Regions from separate parts of the Mus musculus genome. Here all the other regions are linked to region 3. A link is a contact called in public Hi-C and capture Hi-C data. All regions are on one chromosome and are shown on one strand. The core of a region is the stretch at or near the end of the contact, and the rest is flanking DNA. Distances in the headings are between cores, read along the strand shown. Region 1 holds the start of Guca1a (guanylate cyclase activator 1a (retina)). Region 2 holds the start of Trerf1 (transcriptional regulating factor 1). Region 3 holds the start of Prph2 (peripherin 2). Region 4 holds the start of Cul9 (cullin 9).

Region 1 (6,361 bases), core at 3,342-5,841, 490 kb after region 3:
GAGCAGGTGGAAGAAGGAAGAAAGAAAGCCAGGGCTGGAGGCTTGACTCCAGAGAGTTCTAGCAGTGCTGGCCTGGAGGTAGGGGCAAGAGACCCATATAAAGGCTCTTTCCTCTTGGCTTCAAGCTCCACTAAGCTCTATTGTGTGCCGAGAAAGACTGAGAACTCAGCGGAACAGTCGCCCTGTCCTGACAGAAACGCAGTGTTGGAGGAGCAGGTTTGAATCCTGCCTCCTCGATCCTCCTGAGTTCTAGGCTATGGGACACAGGACTTAGCATGTCCGTTCTACAATACTCGACCTCCTCATCTGAAAATGGCCGGCTATCAGAATTGCTTTTGGTGAACCGAGTCCGTGTAGCTTAAACACCCAGCACAGCTTAAACACCCAGCACAGCTTAAACACCCAGCACAGGCAGAGCGCAGTAAGGCAGTGAATCCCGTTACCTGCTGTTTGATTTGTTTGTTTGCTTGCTTGGTTGGTTTGGGGGGTTTGGGTTTGGTTCCGCTCCGCTCCCCACCCCCAACCAGGGTTTCTCTGTGTAGCCCTGGCTGTCCTAGAACTCACTTTGTAGACCAGGCTGGCCTCGAACTCAGAAATCCGCCTGCCTCTGCCTCCCAAGTGCTGGGATTAAAGGGGTGTGCCACCACCTCCCGGCTTGGGTTTGGTTTTATTTCGAGACAGGGTTTCTCTGTAAAGCTCCGGCTGCCCTGGAACTAGCATTGTGAACCAGACTGGCCTCAAAAGTCAGAGCTTCACCTGCTTCTGCCTCCCAAGTGCTAGGATCAAAGGTGTGCCCCGCTATGCGCAGCTCTGTTACTTTCTTTTAAAAAATTATTTGCTTATGTGTATATGTCTGTGTAAACGTGTGACATATATGTGTTCATGCTTTTAGAGGCCAGAAGAGAAAGTCGCCTCCCCAGGTGACGGTTGTGAGCAGCCTGATGTGGGTGATGGAGCCAAACTCAAGTCCTCTGGAGAAGCAGCAAGCACTCGACCACTGAGCAACCTCATCAGGACCAGTACACAGTCACTATGGGGCTGGGGGTGGCAGGAGACAACTGTGCCATCGCACTGTATCCAATACTGGGACATTATAGAATCATCTAACTCCGCTAGGGCAGGACAGTTCAAATGGCCCTTCAAGAGAAGGGGACATCTCCACTGAGTCTTGAAGGGGGTTCACACAGAGGAGCATGCAACCTTCATAGGTAGCACAGAATTGCTGCAATCCTGGGAGCTGAATGCTAGGGCCCCAAATACATCCAGCAAGCAACTCAGCTACATCGACAGCTCGAGAAACACAAGACCTGTTTACAGGATGACCCTCAGGGCCCCCGCCTCTCTGCTCCTGCCTATCCCAGCATGTCAGAAAGCTAAACATTTGGGCTGGAGAGATGGCTCAGTGGGTAAGAGCACTGACTGCTCTTCTGAAGGTCCTGAGTTCAAATCCCAGCAACCACATAGTGGCTCACAACCATCTGTAATGAGATCTGCCTTGGTCCTTGACTTTCACTCTTCTTGTATTGCTGAACACTTTTAAAATGAGGAGTTATATCACTGTTGTAATTTCTTAATGACTATGAAGAAGTAGTGGAAAAGTCAAAAGACCAAAGTCCCCACTTGGAAAGGACCCAACCTGGGACAAATCGCTGGGCTCTCCAACACCCCCCTCCCATTTTCTTGGCTGAGACTCGAAGGACAATATGAATTTTCAAGATTGTGGCTTGGGCAGGGTATACACACTTGAAATCCCAAGAACTCTTGAGTCTGATACAAGGGGATTATTCTGGTTTTCAAGTTGGACTGGGTTATATAGTGAATACTAGTCAGACCATAGATAACACAAATCTCACAATGTAAAGAAGTGAGATGTGAAATGGATTCCCATCAGTAATCACACAGCTCTGTGTGTGTGTGTGTGTGTGTGTGTGTGTGTGTGTGTGTGTGTGTGTATTGACAGAGTCTCATTATACAGCCCAGGTTGACCTTAAATCTGTGGTGATCCCCCTGCCTCAGCCACCTAAGTACTGACATTACAAGGATGTGCTACCATACATGGCTACACTCTTCGTTATAATAATTGCATAATTAATGTATATTATAAAATTCATATTATCCATAAAGCTCGGGGTTTCTCCTGTATTCACTTATTCATATAATACCTACGAAGCATCTACTATGTTCCAGGTACTATCCTAGTAGCTGGAGCCACAAAAATAAGCAAGACAAGACTTTGTCCCCCACAAAGCTCACATCCCAGCATGGGGAGTCCTACCAGAGGTTATGGTTATTTAATATCTGGCATCGGAGAGAAAGAAATTAAATGAATGAATGTTTAAATTTAAAATATCAATAAATTATAAAAATAATTTAATTTTTATATATGTTTGCCTGTGTGCATATCTGTGTACATGTTTTCACTGCCCAAGGCGGAGTGGGAGGTTGTTTGCCACCATAAAGATGCTGGAAATGGAGCCCAAGACCTCTACAAGGGCTCTTTACCGCTGAGCCGACTCTCCATCCCAAAAATAAAATTTAAAAAATAGAAACTGAGCCAGGTGGTGGGGACACATGCCTTCAATCCCAGCACTTGAGAGGCAGAGACAGGAGGATCTCCAAGTTTGAGGCTAGCCTGGTCTTCAGAGTGGGTTCCAGGATGGCCAGGGTTACACAGAAAGAGAGACATCCTCTCTTGAAAAACCAAAGTGAAAAGAAAACTTGTGCCGGGCGTTATGGCACAGGCCTTTAATCCCAGCACTCGGGAGGCAGAGGCAGGCGGATCTCTGAGTTCGAGGCCAGCCTGGTCTACACAGTGAATTCCAGGACAGCCAGGGCTACCACTGAATTCCAGACAATACGTGTGACAGAAACTGAAGAGATGGCACCCAAGTGACAAGGGTTAGGTAATGGTGGAGGAGTTGCATTGTGGCTGACTTGAAGGAATCTTCCCACAGACTTGTCTTGACCCCAAGGGCTTCCCTTAACAGGAGGAGACAAGATGTTCCAGTGTGTTGTGGGTAGGTGCTGGGATCCCTCCCAACCTGGCCAGGAGGACCACTGCTTCCCCTGAGCACTTTGGGAGGACCACTGCTCCCCCCAAGTACTGCAGGAGGACCACTGCTTCCCCGGAGCACTTTGGGGTGTCCACCCTCATTTCTCCTTCACCTTATCACCCTATCCCGGGCTCTCTGGCCATCTCCTTCAGAAGAGCCCTTAGAGCGGGGACACTGCCCTTGGGCTGGTTCTTTAGTTCCCGTAATCCGATTGGGCCTCTTAACTCATGTATTAGTGAGTTTTAAATAACCACACAGGGATCTTGGTGTTCCCTAGAAACACCGACCACAGTGGTGTTCTTGAGGGGAGGGGCGCCCCCTGCCACAATGGCCACATGGCCGGCCCTATATCACTGATAGAACCCATGTCCCAGTGAGGGGCCAGCCCAGCTGAGGATCAGCAGACAGAGCATAAGCAGGTGTGTGGCTTTGGATTCCACCATCTTTATACCTGACTGTTCTAGATAAATGGTGGCTTTATTTATTTATTGAGCTCCAATCAATCTCTCTCTCTCTCTCTCTCTCTCTCTCTCTCTCTCTCTCTCTCTCTCTCTCTCTCTCTCGTGCTCTCTCGCTCTCCCCCCTCCCTTTTTCCCTCTGACTCCATCCCTCACATCCAAGGAAAATCTAGGGGTTTTTGCACAAGCATCCCACCCACCCAGCACCAACACCTTGGGGTGCTCATTGGCCATCTTGGAAGCATTCATGCCTGTCTTGGAGGCTGCTGAGTGGCATAACAGGTGGACAGGGAACACCTTGCATTCAGCCTATGACCTCTGGTTTTCCCCTGTGAAGTGGGTCTTAGTTTGCTGAAGCCCCCAGGGCCTAAAGCTGAGATGCTGAACGAGCAGCTATGGAATCAAATCTCAAAGCCCACCTTCCAAATGAACAAGACATTTGAAAAACCAACCAGCTCAGGCTAAAACTGGGCTTGTATTCCCATCAACTAGGAACCTGAGGCAGGGGGATCACCACGAGTTGAAAAACAGCCTTGGCTCCACAAAAAGATCCAGCCCTAAAACAATGGGAACCAGAAGTAACTGCAGACACTTCTTTCCTCTTGTTCCCTCTGCCCACCCCTAGGCTACTCTGGCTTCTCGAGGTATCCCCCAAGAATTATGACCTTCCCAGCCCTCCCATCCTCTGCCCACCTTGTTGAAGTCAAAGGTCTCGAACATCTGTTCCACATACTGGCTGGCTGAGGGGCTCAGGTTCTTGAGACCAAAGAACTGGCGGAATTCGTAGAGGGTGAGCTGGCCAGATGGGCACTCCGTCATAAATTTCTTATACCACTGATGGCACTCGGTGCTGCTCAGCTCTTCCACGGACTTGCCCTCCATGATGTTGCCCATGGTCCAGGCTCACAAGAGACGGATGCCCTAGATGGACAGGTAGATCTTATTTTCTAATGTCCCCTGCACAAGGGTGGCTTGGCTTCGGGACCTCCCCTATCACCAGCCTAAACAAAGACAGCCCTGTGAGTCGGACTAAAAAGGGAGATGAGCCGGCCGTAACTCACACCCAAACTAGAGATGCCGGAGAGCCGGTATTAAAAGATGAGAGGATTTTCTTGCCCAGTTTGCAGTCTGCTAATCCCTTCTTAACAGGATCTGGTGGGTGGCCGGCCAGCGGCTGCTCTGATCCCATGACCTTTGTGCCCTTTGCATATACTGAACCCACAATGCTCTGCCTCTTGCCTTCAGTCATGGACCTGACATAATGTGCTACGTAGATGGGGTTTCTTTCCCAGACTGAGGCTGCGCCCTTGAGTGGGCATCTTGTGTGCAGCTGGCCAGCTGTACATTATCCTTGGACATCCCAGAGGGATTCAATCACATGAGAGGTGCTTTGCGGGCTCAGAGTTTAGGGGCTTCCAAGACACGTCCCCTGGAGCTGGAAGGAACCCCAACAGTATATTCTATTTCTCCCGGATTGATGCGTTCCCTCCTGGAAAGAAAGCAAGAGGATCATGAAATGTCCATGAAGCAAGATTCCCGAGACCTCTCCAGTGGTTACCTACGTAGCAAGCAATGGCCGAAGGAGAGGAGACTGTTGAGCCCACTTCATAGTTACTCAGGGAGCTTGAAGGATGACGCTTTTGTGCGAGCCATCACCCAATGGTAGGGTTTTCAGTGACAAAGCTGCCCACCTATCACCCATGCTCCTGTAGCTGCTGAGTCCTAAACCCACTCAGCACTTTTCTGTCACAGATGAGACAGCAGGGCAGACCCTGCCCACTCTCTGAAAAGAGTTTATAATGGTGTCTTAGTTAGGGTTTTACTGCTGTGAACAGACCATGACCAAGGCAAGTCTTATTAAAAAAAAAAAAAAAAAAACCTTTTTTTTTGTTTTTTGTTTTTTGTTTTTGTTTTTGTTTTTTGAGACAGGGTTTCTCTGTATCGCCCTGGCTGTCTTGGAACTCACTCTGTAGACCAGGCTGTCCTCGAACTCAGAAATTCGCCTGCCTCTGCCTCCCAAATGCTGGGATTAAAGGCGTGTACCACCATGCCTGGCTCCCTTCAATACTCAAACCATATATAATTTTCCTTTCTAAGCTTGCTATGCTTGTTCAAGCTTCTCTTCATAAGACTTAACCAGAGAACAAAGTCTCTGTGGGCTTTTTTGAAAGTTCCTTTGACAATGCAATTAATCTGAGTCTCTTCACCTTAGCCTCAGGCAGACTTTTCAGACAAGGGCAAAAAATAGCCACATTCTTCACCATAATACCACAAAAACAGTCTTTATGCCACATTCTGAAATTCTTCTCCTTTGAAATCTCTTGGGCCAGGTCAACACAGTTCAAATCACTCCCAGCAACAAAGTCTTCCATATTCCTAGTAGGATGATCTATTAAGCCCCATTTAAAGCATTCCACTGCTTTCCAAATCCAAAGTCCCAACATCCACATTCTTTCAAATAAAAGCATGGTCAGGCCTATCACAGCAATACCCTACCCCTGGTAACAACTTCTGTATTAGTCAGGGTTCTCTAGAGTCACAGAACTTACGGATAGACTCTCTATAGTAAAGGAGTTTAGAGTTGACTTACAGTCTGCAGTCCAATTCCCAACAATGGTCAGTAGTAGCTATAAATGGAAGTCCAAGAATCTATCAGTTGCTCAGTCCCACACAGCAAGCAGACAAAAGAGTGAGAGACACTCCCTTCTTCCAATGTCCTTATATGGTACCCAGAAGAAGGTGTAGCCCAGATTAAAGGTGTGTGCCACCACACCTTTAATCCCAGATGACCTTGAACTCGGAGATCTCCCTGTTTTAATCTTCTGGAATCCATAGCCACTATGCCTCAAG
Region 2 (6,017 bases), core at 299-2,798, 320 kb after region 3:
GCCTTCTGTGGAAACTGTCCCTCCAAGGCCTCCCTCCCTGGGGCCTCTCTGTTGCACACTGATAGAACATCAGTTCTTTTTGTGTGTGTGTGGTTTTTCGAGACAGGGTTTCTCTGTATAGCCCTGGCTGACCTGAAACTCACTCTGTAGACCAGGCTGGCCTCGAACTCAGAAATCCGCCTGCCTCTACCTCCCGAGTACTGGGATTAAAGGCGTGCGCCACTACTTCTTATCATTCTGAAACCCACTACTTTTGACACTGGCAACAACTTCCTTCTTTGTAGTTCTTTTTCTCTTCCTTCCTTTGATCCACGATAAATCTTTCGACTGTTCCCCCCACCCCCACCCCACCCCCGGCACCTACAATGTGCCACGCTCTGTATTTCCACAACACAAGGCTCCGACAGCATCAGTGAGCTGGTCACTGCACTGAGTATGTGCCGCTAGCTACTGAAGTCAGAGTGGCTGCAGAGGTGGTAAGAAATGACCCGACTTCAGAAGTGCTTTACAGTTAATACTGACGTCATTCACTGGAGGATTAGGTGTGGAACATGAAGGGAAGAAGAACCTAGGCTGGGTGACTCTGGGTGTTGCAGGATATTTGATCACATTATAAACCCTGAGGTGATCATACTGTGAACAATGGGGTTATGTTATTTACTGAAGTGGGGGGGGCTGTTTCTAGTTGTGGGGTGGCTCAGCAGACACACCCTTAGCACACAGCTTTAATCCCCAACAATGAACGTAAAGTTAGTTTGTCGAAGGAAGCAGCCATGTTTAAAAGTGATGTCTGATTGAGTGGCAGACAAAGTGACTAATCAGAGAAAGATTTGACAGAATAGGATCGGCCCAAGTTTCCCAAGAAGAGAGAGCGGTGCAGAGGAGGCAGTTTTAATGGGTGGTTTGTTCAGAGACAGGTTGCAGAGAGAGAACAAGCTAGACCCAGGTAAAGACAGAAAGAGCCAGAGAGTGAGAAGGAGCCAGAAGATTAGAACATAACTGTCAGAGTTAGTTTGAGGCCAAGCAGAGCAATTCAGGAGAAGCTGAGAGAAGCCAGACAGAATCAGTCAGCCTGGAGAGGAGTTTGAGCCAGAACAGCTCAGCCAGCAGAGCTCAGAAAGCCCTGGAAAGGGTAAGCTTACTCAGCAGTCAGTCTCAGAGGCTGAAGACACTCTAGGTTTAGATAATATTTTACAGAGGCTAGAAGCTTCCAGAGCTAGGCCTGGGTTAGCAGACTGAGGCAGTGAGCCTCTGGGACGACAATTACTCAAGGAAAAAAAAAAAAAACTCTGACAAGTGGCTTTGTTCCACACCTATCCGGCTACATGCTGTCTCACCAGAGGCCCAATCAAACATCCCAATCCCCAGCTCGACTCTCCTAAGTCCTGGCCTATCCCAGACCCCTTCCTCAGCAATGGCTCTGGGGCCTCTCAGAATGGCCCACCCAAGCTAACCCTGGCTTCCTCCCCAGCCCCAGCCTCATGTTGGCTACCTGTACCCTCGTCCGAGCCAGGTTTCCTAAATATGTTGTTTGGGTTGCTTCTACAGGCTCCAGCTCCAGAGGTCAGTGAAGGAGGAAGACACGGGAGCAAGACTACCCTGAAGGGCTCACCAGCGGTCTCAACCCTGAAACAGGTAACTCCTCTCAGGTTCTTGCAGTCAGAGCATGTGATTGTTGGCCAGGGAGGGGCCTGTGGTTGTCCATCTAATGCCTGCTGTTGTGGGAAGCACCTAGGAAAAGCAGAAGGGCTGTTGTGATCCTGGATTCCCACAGGTTTTGGGAAAATCATCTCTAGGAAATGGGCAGCGAACACACATGTGGGTTTTTAGCATTATCCGGAGTAGGGCAGATACTGTCTGTGTTTTCAGAGCTATAAAAAGTTATTTGTGGACTGAGTGGGGCATTTGGGAGGCACCGTGTGGACTGGGGTATGTGTTAATGGGGAGTTGTAGTTTTGGTGAGTATGCTGTAAGAATTTATTTTTGAGCCGGGCGTGGTGGTGCATGCCTTTAATCCCAGCACTCGGGAGGCAGAGGCAGGTGGATTTCTGAGTTCGAGGCCAGCCTGGTCTACAGAGTGAGTTCCAGGACAGCCAGGGCTATACCGAGAAACCCTATCTCGGAAAAAAAAAAAAAAAAAAAAAGAATTTATTTTTATCTATGTGTCAACTTATGTGTGTGGATTTGCGCACATGATTGTAGTACCCATAGCTGCCAGAAGAGGGTGCTGGATCCTCTAGAGCCAGTTCTGGGCAGCTGTGGTGTGAGTTCTGAGAGCCAAACTCTGGCCCTCTGCTAAGGCAATACATGCTCTTAACCTGCCGAACCACTTCTCCATGCCCTGCCGGTCAATCATGGCCGTCAGCTCGATGGCCGTGTAGAATCAGCTTGAAGACTCTTGTGTGAATGCTGGCGAAGACATTTCCTGAGAGGTATATCTGAGAAGGGAAGATTCAGCTTGACTGTGGGTGGTGCCATCTCAGAGCTGTGCTACCAGGCTGAATGAAAAAGAAGAAAAGGAGCTGCGTGCACGTGGTGGCCCCATCTTGGCACTTGGTGGTGGAGGCAGGAGGATCAGAGTTCAAGGTCATCCTCCGGTTTCATCGTGAGTTCAAGGCCAGCCTGGACTTTAGGAGACCCTTTCTGAGCTGGGAGAACAGAGATGGGGGGCCACATTGGAATTCATCACATTCTGTTCCCTGACTGGGTCTACAGTGTGGCCAGCTATATCACGCTCCCCGAACCGTGAGTCCCAGAGGGTCTGAACATCTCTAGTGTTTGTCATCTTTGGCTAGGAGACATTGCTTTCTCCCTCTAGAGAACAGGCACATGGCTATCATTCTTTGCTTGGCCTTTCAGAGGATCTCCCAGAAGGGTCTTATGTACAAGCAGAACCTTCAACTTTAGAAGATTTCTTTATTTTCTGTGTATAGGTATTTTGCCTCAGATCCCCTGGACCTGACGTTACAGGGGGCTGTGAGCCACCATGCTGTGTGCCGGGAACCAAGCCCAAGTCCTGTGCAGAAACAGCAGATGCTCTTAATCTCTGGGCCGCCTCTCCACTTCCACCTTTAACTTTAAGCTATACTCCTGGCTTAGCAAGAGGCAACGGTTCTTTACCACATCCTCAGAGTCGGCGCTTTGTTTGCTGCTGTTTTGTTTTGTTGTTTGAGACAAGGTCCTTGTAGCTCAAATTCCCCATGTAGTAAGGATGCCCTTGAACTTCCTCTGCCTCCCAAGTGCTTCTACCATGCCACCAACTCTAGTTTATATGGTGCTAGGGAACAAGCCGTGGATTTGGGAATTCTATGTGATTATTCTTATCTACCAACTGAGACCCCTTAGATGTTCCTTTTGACGGACTCAGCTGCTTACATTATTTCTCTTATACTGTGACTGATTTTGATCGAATATTTATGCTGTTGTGTCCAGGGGTTCTATCATGTAGCAAGTGCTGGATAATGGTGTAATGGCAAGGCAAGGAAAATCTAGTAAGGGAGACTTGAGGCATCCCCCGCCAGCAAGGGCATGAGACTGTTTCCAGACCTGGTCCGAAAGGAAGAGAGTACAGAGGGTCTGAATGGGAACCCTAGGTCAAGGGGCTCCACAGCGGGCTGCAGACAGGAAGAACCAGGAAAATGGCATCACGAATGAGCTCCTCAGTGTGCTGTCTCCCTCCCATCCTACAGGCATCTGAAAGGCTAGGGAGCCTGGTTGGGCTGCACACAGAGAACATGGAGTCTACCGGTTAGAACCAAGTAGTTGCTGGAACTCAATCTCAGGAACAGGTGGAAACTGCGCCCAACAAGGCTGGAGGATGCTGGTCTCCCGGGCGGTTTCTGTTTTAGTGTCTAAGCCATGTGTCCTCCTGGGAAGCAGCACAGAGAGGCTTGCCTTGCGTGCTGGAGACCCTGGGTCCCGTCCCCAGCACCAGAGCAGAAAACGTTTAGTGTTTGAGGGAGTGAAACTGTACAATTAGGTCAGCAGTTTGGACCATTGACTGGAAGGTGCAGAAAGAGCAATAAAAATCTTGTCCTTCTCAAAGTTAAGAAAAAAGACGAAGGTGAACCGGGTGTAGTGGTGCACGCCTTTAATCCCAGCCCTCGGGAGGCAGAGGCAGATGGATCTCTGTGAGTTCAAGGCAAGCCTGGTCTACAGAATGAATTGCAGGACAGCCCACATAGTGGAAGAAAAAGAATGAAAGAGAAAGAGAGAGAGAGAGAGAGAGAGAGAGAGAGAGAGAGAGAGAGAGAGAGAGAGAAAACAGAAACAAAACAATAGATTGGAGGAACCCAAGCCGCTTGCACAGGGCCAGCCATCCCGTCTCTGCAGTGATACTTGGGGGTCAGCTCTGTATTTCTTTCTCTAAAAGCCTCTTAGCCAATGAGAGTAGAACTTTCATTGGTCAAGTGCAGAGGTTGGGGGTGACAGAAGGCCCTGCATCAGTGCTGGGGTTAACCTCAGGTTCGTCTGCCTGCATGGCAGGCACAGACCCCACTCCTGGCCAGTGTACTTATCAGCAGAGCTCTCCCAGGAAGTCCCATTGGCAGCAGCAGGGAACATCTGGGTTTCGGCAAGCCTGGGGGTGTCGGATCGTCAATCTGCTAAGCTAACTATGCCTTCCATTTCTAATTTGCTAATTCAACCCTTTTTATAGCCAGAGTAAACAGTGAACTCGGGATTCTAGGTTGGCGAAGATTAAATGGCTGTGATGAAGTCTCTCATTTATAACCACATCTATAAAATGGGGGTAAGAATAGCCACTGCTTTACTGAGGTAATCCAATCAAGTGCTTAGCCCGCTGGCTGGTCCAATAAATGTTACTTTTATTAGTGTCATATATCTCAGACTCTGTCACCTCCTTGAATTCCTGTGAATCTTTAATCCAGCAAATTAACTCTCTTCACTCCAAATAAATTGTCTGCCCCTGGTTAGTTAGCTCTCCCAGGGATAAGGTAAATAAAAGTACTAAAATATTTAGTGTTTATGGATTTTTTTTTAAATTAAAGTGTTTTTATTAGAATGTATTTGGGGAGGGACATTAATATAGAAAAGTTTAAGTGGCATATATTTTTAAGTTAAAAAGTAGGTGTTATTCCCAGGAAAAAAATAAGGGTTTGTAGACTTGGTGGCAGTGAGTCTGTTTCTCGGGTGTTTCAGTCCCGTTGAAAAACCCTTCGGGTCCTCGATGGCCCAAGGCCACCTGCCACATCCCATTTTCCTCCTTTCTTCAGTTCTGAGGATCCCGGGGGATGAGGGACCTTTCTTGGCTTTGGTTTTCCAGGCTAGCCACATGGCTGGGTTTTCCTGACCATCTGCACTGTACTGGTTGGTTTTCTGGTTACCGACATAAAGAGTGGATTTTGACTCCCAGGCATGGGGTGGTAGAACTCAGGGCAGTAGGAACTCGTGGTGGTCAACGGGAAAGCAGAAAGGGTAGGCCAGGACGAGGGGCACGGCTGACCTTCAAAGGCCCCAGAGATCCCAACAGCCTTCACTGTGCCATCATCGGCAGCACCAGCCGTGGATGCTATCAGTCACTTTCCAAGCTAAGACTTTGGTCTTCCTGGCCGACAGCAGCTTCTAGAGAGTTCGAGTGCCTTGATTTACGGCTCCCAGATTAAGGACGGGAAGAACATAGCCCCTCTCCTTAAGCTTCATCACTTCCGTTTCAGAACTAAGAAGGGGTCAGTGGGTGTACAGAGGTATGGGCTCTATGGGGACTTGAGAGTGACGAAGAATGCACCTCAGGGCCACCATGCAGTTCTTGCTCTTTGTATTAGCTCTGCAAGCCACCCTAGGGATGGGTGCTGCTGGAGGTGGGGAACCACCTGGAGATGGGAGTTACCTGTGCGACTCGAAACGGAAAAAATGATGCCATATGAAACCTTGCTTGGAGACCAAGAGTTTTTTATAGTCACATCTCGACTGAATGTAAAGGTTACGGTTGTGGGGAAATTCACTCCCCCACAAATGTTTTGATAAATCCAATTCATTGTTCGAGAGGAGACATTCTC
Region 3 (5,921 bases), core at 969-3,468:
TCCCCTCTATACAGAAGTTCTGGCACACGCACCCAACCGAACACATATGTATGCACAGGATCCTCAGTATAAAAGTGAGGCGATTGCCAATTAAAAATACCAACGTGCTACCTTCGTACACACGTGAGAATGGTGAAGACTGGAAGGCATGGTGGCACACACCTCTAATCCCAGTACTTGGGAGGCAGGGGTGGGGTGGGGTGCGGATCTCTGTGAGCTTGAGAGCTGCCTGAGCTACATAGTAAGTTCCAGGACAACCCAGGACTACCTAGAGAGACCCTGTCTCAAAAAGCCAGGGGGGTGGGGGGACAGAGAGAGAGAGAGAGAGAGAGAGAGAGAGAGAGAGAGAGAAATTGGGGCAGGAGAGGTGTCCCTTGTTGCTCTTACAGGGACTGGTGTTTGGTCCCAGCCCCTACAACTAGATAGCCTCACAACTGCCTGTAACTTCAGCTGCAGAGATTCAGTCGCCCTCTTCTGGTTTCTGTGGGCTCCTGCACCCACGTGCACATCTCCCACCTCCACTTACATACATAATTAAAAAGAAAATCTTTTTAAAAAAATGTAGCCGGTCGTGGTGGTGCATGCCTTTAATCCCAGCACTCGGGAGGTAGAGGCAGGCCAGCCTGGTCTACAAAGTGAGTTCCAGGACAGCCAGGGCTACACAGAGAAACCCTGTCTCAAAACAAAACAAAACAAAACAAAAAAAGTATACTTCAGCCGTTGAGTCAGAAAGGGGGGATAATTCAAGGCTAGCCTTGGCCACAAGGCAAAATCCTGTCTCAAACAAAACAATATAAAAATATAACAGAGTCATTCAAGCTAGTCCTGGTTGGGACGTCTGGGGATGGTAACTCTGTATTTTCTGTTCACAATTTTGTAAGCCAATATCTACTGGGGGCTGGAGAGATGGCTCAGTGGTTAAGAGCACTGACTGCTCTTCCAGAGGTCCTGAGTTCAATTCCCAGCAACCACATGGTGGCTCACAACCATCTGTAATGAGATCTGATGCCCTCTTCTGGTGTGTCTGAAGACAAGTACAGTGTACTTATATATAATAAATAAATCTTAGAAAAATATCTACTAATTAGAAATGACAATTAACTGGCGTGGTGATGCTGAGATTGGAAGATTTCTTCAATTTCGAGGAGGCCAGCCTGGTATAGTAATATGAGGGCTCTAGGGAACTTGTCTTAACAAGGAAAAACACGACAGAAAAACCCACCCCAAACAGCAACAAAACATAGCAGACTCACTCCCTAAGGCTTCCCATGCCCCTTGCTGTGACCACAGTGGCAGATGTATTGCTCCTTTGGTTGATTCTTTGTTTGCTTGTTTGTTTGAGATAGGCTCTCAAGCAGCTCCCACTGACCTTGAACTTGCTACAAGTAGCCATGTGTGCTACTGTACTCCTTTAGTCCCTGCACTCAAGAGGCAGAGGCAGTTGGATCTCTGTGCATTTGAAGCAATCTGTTCTACAAGGTGAGTTTCAGGCCAGCCCTGGGCTACAAAACGAGACCCTGTCTAAAATAAAAACAAACTCACAAAACACCCAACCACCAAGATAGGGCTGGAATCTGGAATTATTTGTTTGTGATCTTTAGTTTGAGACAAGGTTTCTCTGTGTAGCCCTGGCTGGCCTGGAACTCCTTTGTAGACCAGGCTGGCCTGGAACTCAGATATGCCTAACTCTGCTTCCCTAGTGATAGGATTGACAGTGTGGGCCACTGCTGTCTTTGTTTGTAATCTTAACACATGTGAATGCTGGTTTTGCCTGCGTGTAGGTCTGTGAATCATTTATGTGTCTGGGCTCATGGGAGCCAGTATTGGGTATCAGATCCCCTAGAACTGAGTTACAGATGGGGGTGAGCTTTTGTGTGGGTGCTGGGAACCAAGTCTGAACTCTCTGTAAGAGCAGTCAGTGCTCTTAACCACGGAGCCATCTCTCCAATCCCCTCTCTTGGCCTCAGACTCACAGACCCAAAAGAACCTCACTGAGGCGTGCAGGAACTGCCCAGCCTATTCTTTTAGCCAGCCTCTGTCCTTTTGGCTCTGGATTCTTGAGCTGAGCTGGGTCCAGCATGTATATACACGGAGACTCCTCCTGGCCATGTTTTGTATTGGCATAGCTTTGTCTAATGGGATGACCCTGGCTAAAGAGATTAGTGACTGCGTTGTGGATCCCACTTTTTAATCTGCAGTGTTCGGACTGTCCCTCCTTGGCTGGGAAGGACTCTGCAGATACGGCGGCCTAGATTAGCTCCGGCTACCGTTACTGAGTTAACGGGGATCCCAAGCTAGGGAGGCCCCAAAATGGGCAACTCCCTGCAGCTTGGGCCCATGGTGCTCTTCCCTAGACCCTAGCGGTCCAGCCCCGGAGCTCACTCGGATTAGGAGTGGAAGCTGAACCGTGGGAGGCTGCTGAACGCACTCGGTAAGCATGGCGCTGCTCAAAGTCAAGTTTGACCAGAAGAAGCGGGTCAAGTTGGCCCAGGGGCTCTGGCTTATGAACTGGCTGTCCGTGTTGGCCGGCATCGTCCTCTTCAGCTTGGGGCTGTTCTTGAAGATTGAACTTCGCAAGAGGAGCGAAGTGATGAATAATTCTGAGAGCCACTTTGTGCCCAACTCCCTGATAGGGGTGGGGGTCCTGTCCTGTGTCTTCAACTCTCTGGCTGGGAAGATCTGCTATGATGCCCTGGACCCGGCCAAGTACGCCAAGTGGAAGCCCTGGCTGAAGCCGTACCTGGCTGTCTGCATCTTCTTTAACGTCATCCTCTTCCTGGTGGCTCTCTGCTGCTTTCTGTTGCGGGGCTCCCTGGAGAGCACCCTGGCTTACGGACTCAAGAATGGGATGAAGTATTATCGGGATACGGACACCCCCGGCCGGTGCTTCATGAAAAAGACCATCGACATGCTCCAGATTGAGTTCAAGTGCTGTGGGAACAACGGCTTCCGGGACTGGTTCGAGATTCAGTGGATCAGCAATCGCTACCTGGACTTCTCCTCCAAGGAGGTCAAAGAGTGAGTAGCCACCGCTCCGACCCAGGTCTTCGATTTCCCCAGCCTGCCCAGTCCCCCTTTCCCTCTACTGAGTATAGAACGGATGTCTGGGTGAGGGGCACTATACTGGACCATTGTGACATTGCCAGCAGCCTGGTTCGTCTGGTCCTCAATGGTGGCAACCTCATTTGGTTCAGCTTCACATCGGGCAGAGGCGGGGCAAAGGTGTGGAGTGATAAGCTAAGATAGATGGGAATTACCAGGAGAGCCAGAACACAGGCCCCTTCCTACAGTAAGAATGGGGTCTTCAGAGCTCACGCTATTCCCCCCCACCCCCGTACTTATCTTGTTCTACCTGAGGTTGCGCCTGTCATAGAACTGACATTTCCTGGTTTGCACCTTAGTTTCCTAAGCTTTTGACAAGGCCAAAGGTGCCTATGGGAGTCTGTGCTTGGATATGGTGACTTATCTTCCTGTTATGCAGGGTGGGAAGCAGGCAAGCAGCTCTGGGTTGTGCTTCTTTCTGGTGTTGCGTCCCCTACCCATCTTTCAAGGAAAGATACTGGAATGTGTGATCCTGGAGTACTTTGCCTGGTCTGTCTATGCCTGGTATATAGCAGGTGTTAGTTAAATGCCTGCTTGTTCTGGTCTTTCTCTTTCTTCCTTTTTTTAAAAAAATTTTTTTTTTATTTATTTTTTTAGGGTTGTATGTAGTTTGGCTGCCTGGAACTCCTTATGTAGACTACACTAATCTTGAATTCAGAGGGATCCTTCTATTTCTGCCTTTCAAGTGCTGGGATTAAAGGCATGTGCCACCATGCCTGGTGTGTTGTTATCTGTGTGCGTGTATACAGTGTGCGCAGAGGGCAGGGGATGGCTGCAGGGAGTCCGTTTTATCTTGGCGTGGTGGTCCCAGCACTTCCTCTCAGGCGGGCATTCGCAGCATGGCAAGCCCCGCTATCCACAGAGCTGTTTTGTTTGCTGGCACAGCACAGCTAAGGTTTCCCAAGGTACGCTTGGTACGTGTGAAGATGAAGCTCTGTGGTGGGGAGGGCTCAGGGAGAATGAGCCTCCACGTCAGCTCAGGCTACTCTTCCCAGAGGATGCTCTCCAGGGAGGGGCGTGCTCTGTGACATGCCCTGGCTGACACCCCAGAGGCTCCTGGGCAGCTGGCATCTAACTTAGACCAGGCTTTGCTCCTCGGGTGGAGGGAGGCCCAGTGAAGGTCACGGCTTGGCTGTCATTTTCTCTGTGGAAGGAGATTACAGCCACAAATCCCCAGGCAAGGAGAGGATTGTGACCAGTTCTGCCCTTCCGATGACAGACAGGGCAGGAGGGCGGGATTTGCATGAGTCAGCTGGGAGGAAGTGAAGCCAGGAAATAAGTAGCCCCTTGGACACAAGAGAGGACAACACTAAAACCAGGTGGAAGAGGCTCTCACCCATCTCTGCCACTTTTCTCTTTTCTTTTTTCTAACTGTGGACTCCGGATGGAGTCGCTTCTTTTTTCTCCTTTTCAAATTGACCGAGTTTCACAGGTGTCTGATGTATTTTAATCCCTTCCACCCTATGCCCTTCTAACCCCCACCTTACCCTCCCTCCCTCCCTCCCTCCCTCCCTCCCTCCCTCCCTCCCTCCCTCCCTCCCAGGTTTAAGTTCTCTCTCTCTCAAATAAATGGAGTCTAGTTACTGCTCTAGGTATGTGCACGAATGTCTGGCCATCTACCAGAGCATGAATAGTCTATCAGAGCCCACACCCCTGAGGAAAACTGCCCCCCAGTCCTGGCTGGCAGCCATTAGTTGTCAGTCACTCCTCAGTGAGAGGAGTTCCTGTCCACATCCACCTCTTCAGGCTTGGTTTCTCACAGGTCTCATGCATGCAGTCAAAAGCTGTGAACAGTTTATAGATGCCCTTGCCCTTCGGTGTCTAGAAAGCACTGGCTTCCTGTAGCCGTCCACTGGGTCTCGTGTGCTCTGTCTCCTTCCCCCAGGGCGATCCCTGAGCCTTGGGAGGACAGGGTGTGATAGAGATGTTCCACTGAGGGCAGAGCATTCTGCAGTCTCTGGTTTCTGCCCTTGGCCAGTCTCGAGCCTCTGGCGCTCACTGTCTACTGTCAGAGCCTTTCTGCTGGAGGTTGAGAACGCTCCCATGTGGGGTAATAAGTCCTTAGGAGTTGGTTTAATACCATGCTCACTCGGCAGAGCAGTAGTGAGTCCTCCCCTAGGGACTCTTTCCTTTCCCCACTCATTGATAGGGACCTACATAACCCAGGGCCTGGGGCACGCTAAGCAACTGCTTTACCACTGATCCACCTTCTCAACAGCTGCCCTCCTGCCTACCTGCTTTCCTCCCTCCCCCTCCCCTCCCCTCCCCTCCCCTCCCCTCCCCTCCCCTCCCCTCCCCTCCCCTCCCCTCCCCTCCCCTCCTTTCCCCTACCCTCCCCCTCCCCTCCCCACTCTCCATCCCTCCTTCTCCCTTCCCTCTCTTTCTTCCTCCCTCTCCCTCCTTCCTCCCGCCCTCTCCCCCTCTCCCTTCCCCTTCTTCCTTCTCTTCTTTCTTTCACGCAGGAGGCAGGAGCTGACCTTTCAGCTGCCCCTCCCCCAGTCCTCTCTGTCAGCATCTTGCCTTTCCTTAGAGCCAGTCTTTGAAGAACAATATAAAAGTTTCTTTGTAATTCCAAATTCCTTTTTGCTTTGAGAGTAGAGAAATGATGGGTCATTTCTACTCCCAATGACCAGGGGACCCAAATTTCCAAGTGGACATTTAACTCAGTCAGAACTACTTCGGTGGGACTGGCAAGGTAGCTCAGTGGGTGAAGATTCTTGCTGCTGAGTCTACCAGTGTGACTTCGATGGCACACAGTAAGAGAGCTCACTCTAGCTAGTGTGCCCTGACCTCACAAGCGCTGTGACATGCTTGGGCCC
Region 4 (5,604 bases), core at 1,121-3,620, 360 kb before region 3:
GCATTTCAGGAAAGGAAGGGGGCTGGGCTCCAGCTCAAAAGCCAAGTACCTGATTAGGATGTGTGAGGCCTGGCACTGTGTGTGTGTGTGTGTGTGTGTGTGTGTAAGCTGGTCTTTGCTACTTTGTGGGTTCTTCTTTTTCCTACCCTTTATCCAGAGACCCCCCCCCCCCGCTCTCACCCCCTAACACTAACTAGGTAGGAGAAAACCAAGGATAGACAGGAAAGAGATCCTAGAGTCTGATTTCTTTCCTTTTGTTTCTTTTTTTACCTCGGGCTACTAACAAACCACAACCAACCTTCTTAATGGCCAACAACCACTCCACACGCCTTTCAGGAGCCTAGCACTCATGCACTCCGCACACAGTCACAGAAATTGTCTGAAGCTGGCAGAGCCAGGCTTCTACTAGAGCACGGAGTCAAGTCACAGTCAGCAGCTGCAGACAGTCCGAAGCAGCCCCGCAGCCCACACCTGGGGCTACAACAAAAGCCCATTCTCATAATATAGTTCTGGTTTTTAAAAGAAACCCAAATGCCAGAATTCTCAGAAATGTCACTGCAGGGGAGGTGGGCACTAAAGAGATGAGCAGGGGTGAAGAGCATTTGCCGCTCTACAAAATAACCAAGGGTCAGTGCCTAGCACCCACATGGCAGCTCCAGACCATCTGTAACTCCAATCCCAAGAGTCCAACACCCTCTTCTGACCTCCAAGGGCACCCTGCACATACATACAGGCAAAACACTCATGCACACAAAATAAATCCTTTTTAATTTATTTAAAAATAAAATATATGGCCGGGCAGTGGTGGCGCATGCCTTTAATCCCAGCACTTGGGAGGCAGGGGCAGGTGGATTTCTGAGTTGGAGGCCAGCCTGGTCTACAGAGTGAGTTCCAGGACAGCCAGGGCTACACAGAGCAACCCTGTCTCGAAAAAAGCAAATAAAATAAATAAATCTGTGTGTATGAATTTTGTTTGTGTATTTGTCTGTGCAGCACTTGCCTGGTGCCCTTGGAGGCCAGGGAAGGCATCAGATCCCCTGGAAGTCGAGTTAGACATGGTTTTCAGCATTATATGGGTGCTGGGGATTGAACCCAGGGCTTCCTGGGTGCTAGGCAAACACTCCACCAACTGAGCTACATCCCCAGGTCCATAAATCTCCTTTCTAAAAGGCTATGAATTTAAGCCTGGTGTGCCTATAATCTTGATATTCAGGAGACTGAGGCAAAAGAATCACAAATTCCGAGGTTAGGCTTGGCTACACACAGAAAGTTCCTGGCTAAGCCCAAACTACACAGTAAGATTGTCTTTAAGGGCTGGAGAGATGGTTCAGTGGTTAAGAGCACTGTCTGCTCTTCCAGAGGTCCTGAGTTCAATTGCCAACAACCACATGGCGGCTCACAACCATCTGTAATGGGATCCGATGCCTTCTTCTGGTGTGTCTTAAGACAGTTACTCATATAAATAAAATAAATGAATCTTTAAAACAGAAACCAAACTGAACATTCGTTAGCACAGAACTGCTCAGTAAAAAAAATGTATTACAGCATAATCTATTCTTAGATGGGGACAGTAGGTTGCAGGCATCAGATAAGAAAGGTTGTTAAAGCAGAATATTAATGAAAATAAAACGACTAGGGAAAGGTATGTGTGATTTGAAACAGTGCAATGGAGAGAGTAAAATAGAAGGTGTACCTGGATAAAAGAACCAGTTATCCAGGCAGGAGTCATGTCAGGGTGCACGGACAGGAGGCAAGCAGAAGAAAGGAGGAGTCATATAAGATGTGAACTTCTGTGTGGATGGGATTCACTTAGCATGGAAGGAAGGCTAGGCGATAACCATTGATGCTCTTATAGCTGTTGACAAACATGGGGCCAAGCCAAACCATCTTCTAGGCCTGGGGGGCGGGGATGGCATAGGGAGGGCCTAAACCAGAAGCTCTAAATAGGGGTGTGAAGGTGACGCCTGACTGCCGGGACTGAGAACAGAAAGCAGCACGATCGCGTCCAAGCTAGACTCCAGAGAGGTGGCGGAGGAGCCCGCTCAACACCAAGCGGGGAATAATGGCCTGGGGGAGCGGGGCGGCGCGGGGTGAGCATGGCGGGGCGCGGTCGCGAGCTGACAGGACCTGCTTCCCCGACTTCTCCCTCTAGTCCGGGAGGAAGGGATGAGGGACTTGGAGGGGGTTGGGAAAAGAAGGGATGGCTCGGTGCAGAGCTTTCTTCTCACCTCTCACCGCCCTCCCGGCTGGACCCTCGCTGTCACCCAGCAGCGGGTCCCGCAACTGGGCCCGCCTCCTCCACAGCTCTTTTCCGGGTCACACGCCGGGCGCACGCACGACCCGGGCGACTACGGGTCCTACGGTGGCCCACTGCGAGCGTGGCAAAGCGGCGCGTGAGTGGAGCATGCGTATTAGCCGAGGGAGTCAGCAACCAGTGTCCTTCCCAGGTAGTCCGGTGTGAAGCATCCTGCGCTCCACCGGGTCCATCTTCCTCTCCCACCCACCACAGCAATCATCTCCGCATTAGTTAACCCATACTCCCATCACCGGACTTGTGTGTGTGTGTTGTTGTTGTTTCCCAGCGCTGCCCAAACCCTGCGGTATTTTAGATCATTGGGTCACTTTGACTTTTAAGTAAAACCCCTGACCTTCCCTGAGCTGCTGGCAAAACCATGCATTAAGTCCTCGCCCAGATCTCTTCAATCATGTAGGATTGAACAGTCCAAAGCACACCGCAGCTTGGGACAGACTTTAAGGGATTGTGCTCCCTCCTCCCTCCCGATGCTAAAAAGATCCCAAAGACACAGCCAAAGACCCCAGTCTGTGCACAAAAATGATACATTTATTGAAAGAGTATTTTTTTAATACAAAAGAAAGCTCTGTACAGAAGATGTGACCATGTCCACTATTCCTGGGTCAACATCCCAGGAGAAGTAGAAACCACGGATATACCACACGCACTCCACATTCACACACGTATTCACTCGGACACAGGCGCGCGCACACACCCCTAGAGCCACTTAATTAGGGATACACCAAGGGTTGCTGCACATAGAAATGCCACCTCAGTCCTGCCTGACAAACAGGTTCTCCCAAGGCCACAATCACACAGCACACGTTGGTAAGCACTTGGCCTGAATCACTTGCCCAGGCTCTATCTTTTGTGAGGAGGAATCAACACCTCCGGTGTTGGGGGAGGGGCCATGAGTGGGCGGCAGAGGAGTGAAACAGGAGCAGAGAAGGGGGCTGGGCAGTTACAGACCTGAGTCCCAAGCTCCCCAACTCTGACCCCTGGTTTACCATGCCCCAGTCTTGAAAGCCACCCAAACGCCCCAGCTATTTCCAGGAGAAAGGCCAGAAAGGTGGCATCCCAGCTGGGGAAGACAGTAATGGGGATTAGAGGTTCAGGGGGCTCTTAAACGTCAGCAGATCATCCCCATGAAACGTAGGCTGTGCATAAAACCTTCCCAACCCCTCCACCTAACCGCAGAAGTAGGCTTGTTCCTACTGAAGGCAGCAACAAGGGTTTAGTGACACCCTACCCCAACTGCCCTCCCGGAAAAAGCTCCTTTAATGGATACAGGTGGTTTAGGCTGGCTCTGACACAGGGTAAAACACCCTCCCCTATGCTAGCCCACCCTCAAGGTCCCCAAAGGGATTTTAAGGGATGGGGCATGGCCCTGTACAAATTACATAAATACTGAGGTTACACTTAGAAAAATAAAGTCATTTTCTTCAAGGCTTTTTGTCTTAATTTAAAAAAGTTACAGTAGCTGCTCACTCCCTGGGAGAGCTGCCCACCTCTGGCCCCCCATTGCTGCACTCAGCCCAAGAGCTTTTACCTCTGACCCCCATTCCTGTATCTCCCTACCTCCCGAACTCCATCCTGCCCACTGCACCTTGGGCCCCAGGTATCTGCAAGCCTGGGGGAGCACAGGCTGCAACGACCATACTGTGGCACAAAGGACATCAATCTCCTCTCCCTGACCCCTCCCACCCCACCCCCACATTTGGTCTCCATCTTCCCTTTTCCTAGCAACAACCCTAGAGGGCAAAAGAGGCCTAGAACTGCGGGACCTCCCATCCCCCTTCTGTGGCTTGGCCTGAGGGCCCCTCCCCCACCTTTCTCCTGGAAAGAACCCAGGATGTGGAGCAATCCCAGAATCTCCCACACACACACACTGGTGGACCCCAAGCTCATGGGGTGGCTGTCCCCAGGGGCCCAGACAGTTCTAGGGAGCCCAAGAGCTTCCCCAAGAGGAGTTTGGGCAGGGAGGGGGATGAGAAAAACGCCATTAAAAAAAAGTTAAATATTTTAAAAATATATATTTATAGATTTGTTTTCACGTCATCTCCTCAAATAAAAAGTTCAAAATCAACTCTTAAGTAAAGCAGCTGGGAGAAGGGGGAAGACCAAGGGGAGGAAGAGACCGCTAACAGTGGTTCCCTCCAACCCAGGAGCCCCTGCAGGTCCGCGGGAACAGAGGCAAGGCAGGGCAGGCGGCCCCAGTAACCTGCCCGGTGCACAGGCCCAGCTGCTTCAGGAGCTGAAAGGGGCAGAGGGCATCGGCTGAGGGCACAAGCCCCCATATCTCTCCCAGCTGGCTCCCTGAGGGGCAGGGGCCGGGCTCTTTTGACCCAGACCATGGCAGACACAAAGCTAACCAGAGGTCGCCAAAGAGGCTGGAGAGAGGGCCCCAAATGTTTCCTCGGACGGGAACACTGTGCCCAGTCCCACAGAAGGCCTGTGAGTGGGAAGGTGGCACAGTCCCATCGGGTCAGCTAATACTCATAGCAAATTGAGCCAGGCTGGCAGGGGGTCTGAGGAGGGAGGAGAGCTGCACCATCAACAGCATGACAGGCAGAGCAGGAAGGAGGGCAGCTGGGGAGGGCAGGCAGGCCCGTTTCTTTGGCTGGAGTGAGAGGGCATAGTCCTGTGGCTGCCCGCTCCTTCTCCCCGCCTCCCTCCTTCGGCCAGTCAGTGTGTGTGTAAAGAAACCGTGAAAAGGCAACAATAAATAAGTGGTGCCGTCCCTTGGGCCGTCTGTCCAGGGTGACGGGCGGATCATTCACTCTTGGTGCTGTGGGTGGCATCCAGGTTCACCACCTGTAGCTCGGTGAGGTTGCTGCTGCTCCCAGCTTGCTGCCCTATCACAGCCATCTGTAAGGAGGGAGGTGTGTAAAGATGGGTAAGGAAAAATACGAAAAAAAGTCTTAAATTATGTTAAATAATAAAATTAAAAGTCTTCATTAAAAAAAAAAAAAAAAAAAAAAAAAAAAAAAAAAGGAGGGAGGTGTGTGAGGACAGGAGGGAGAGACCGACCAGCAGGCTGAGCTCGGGCGCCTCCTGCTGGCCTGCCGTTCTAGTACTTGCCCAGGGGAGACTGGCTGAGTGGGCCAGGTCAGAGTCCACCTTACCTGGTGAAGCTGAACTGCAGAGACAGGGATCTGCACGGTCCCAGACGGTGCTGTCAGGAACACCTGAGGGACACCACCTGCATCGGAAAGCATGGGAGATACTCACTAACTTGCTCAAGAGGAGCCCTAGATACTGGAGGAGCATGATATTCACAAGTGTCTGGGAAGCCTCAGACACGTGCCCAA

The links. Hi-C and Micro-C count contacts between places; a contact is called where the count stands out from the background. Capture Hi-C pulls out chosen DNA fragments and counts their contacts.
Region 1: a Hi-C map of rod photoreceptor shows a contact between it and region 3, with 5 times the contacts expected there. The contact joins the promoter of Guca1a here to the promoter of Prph2 in region 3. A contact is called at or near these places in 9 of 39 promoter capture datasets (the 3T3-L1 cell line, 3T3-L1-derived adipocytes, cranial neural crest and 4 more), 2 of 484 Hi-C or Micro-C datasets (bone marrow-derived macrophages and rod photoreceptor) and 4 of 9 other capture datasets (adipose tissue, embryonic stem cells, liver and 1 more).
Region 2: a contact with region 3 is called in a Hi-C map of epidermal suprabasal cells, with 2.4 times the contacts expected there. The contact joins the promoter of Trerf1 here to the promoter of Prph2 in region 3. A contact is called at or near these places in 2 of 39 promoter capture datasets (liver and stem cell-derived epiblast-like cells) and 2 of 484 Hi-C or Micro-C datasets (the G1E-ER4 cell line and epidermal suprabasal cells).
Region 4: a capture Hi-C map of embryonic stem cells shows a contact between it and region 3, with 2.6 times the contacts expected there. The contact joins the promoter of Cul9 here to the promoter of Prph2 in region 3. A contact is called at or near these places in 5 of 39 promoter capture datasets (embryonic stem cells, liver, pre-B cells and 1 more), 2 of 115 datasets of contacts at active chromatin or transcription factors (embryonic stem cells and pancreatic cancer cells) and 1 of 9 other capture datasets (embryonic stem cells).

The regions. Positions count from the first base shown.
Region 1 is chr17:47,396,015-47,402,375 of GRCm38.p6, forward strand. It overlaps Guca1a (guanylate cyclase activator 1a (retina)), which reads right to left and starts at 4,592. Exons shown (of 4, transcript NM_008189.3): 1 at 4,205-4,592. The coding sequence starts at 4,405.
Region 2 is chr17:47,228,682-47,234,698 of GRCm38.p6, forward strand. It overlaps Trerf1 (transcriptional regulating factor 1), which reads left to right and starts at 1,549. Exons shown (of 17, transcript NM_172622.3): 1 at 1,549-1,635.
Region 3 is chr17:46,908,260-46,914,180 of GRCm38.p6, forward strand. It overlaps Prph2 (peripherin 2), which reads left to right and starts at 2,219. Exons shown (of 3, transcript NM_008938.2): 1 at 2,219-3,018. The coding sequence starts at 2,438.
Region 4 is chr17:46,544,018-46,549,621 of GRCm38.p6, forward strand. Cul9 (cullin 9) reads right to left here and starts at 2,371. Exons shown (of 41, transcript NM_001081335.2): 1 at 2,229-2,371. Srf (serum response factor) reads right to left here. Exons shown (of 7, transcript NM_020493.2): 6 at 5,419-5,495; 7 at 2,822-5,161. The coding sequence ends at 5,066.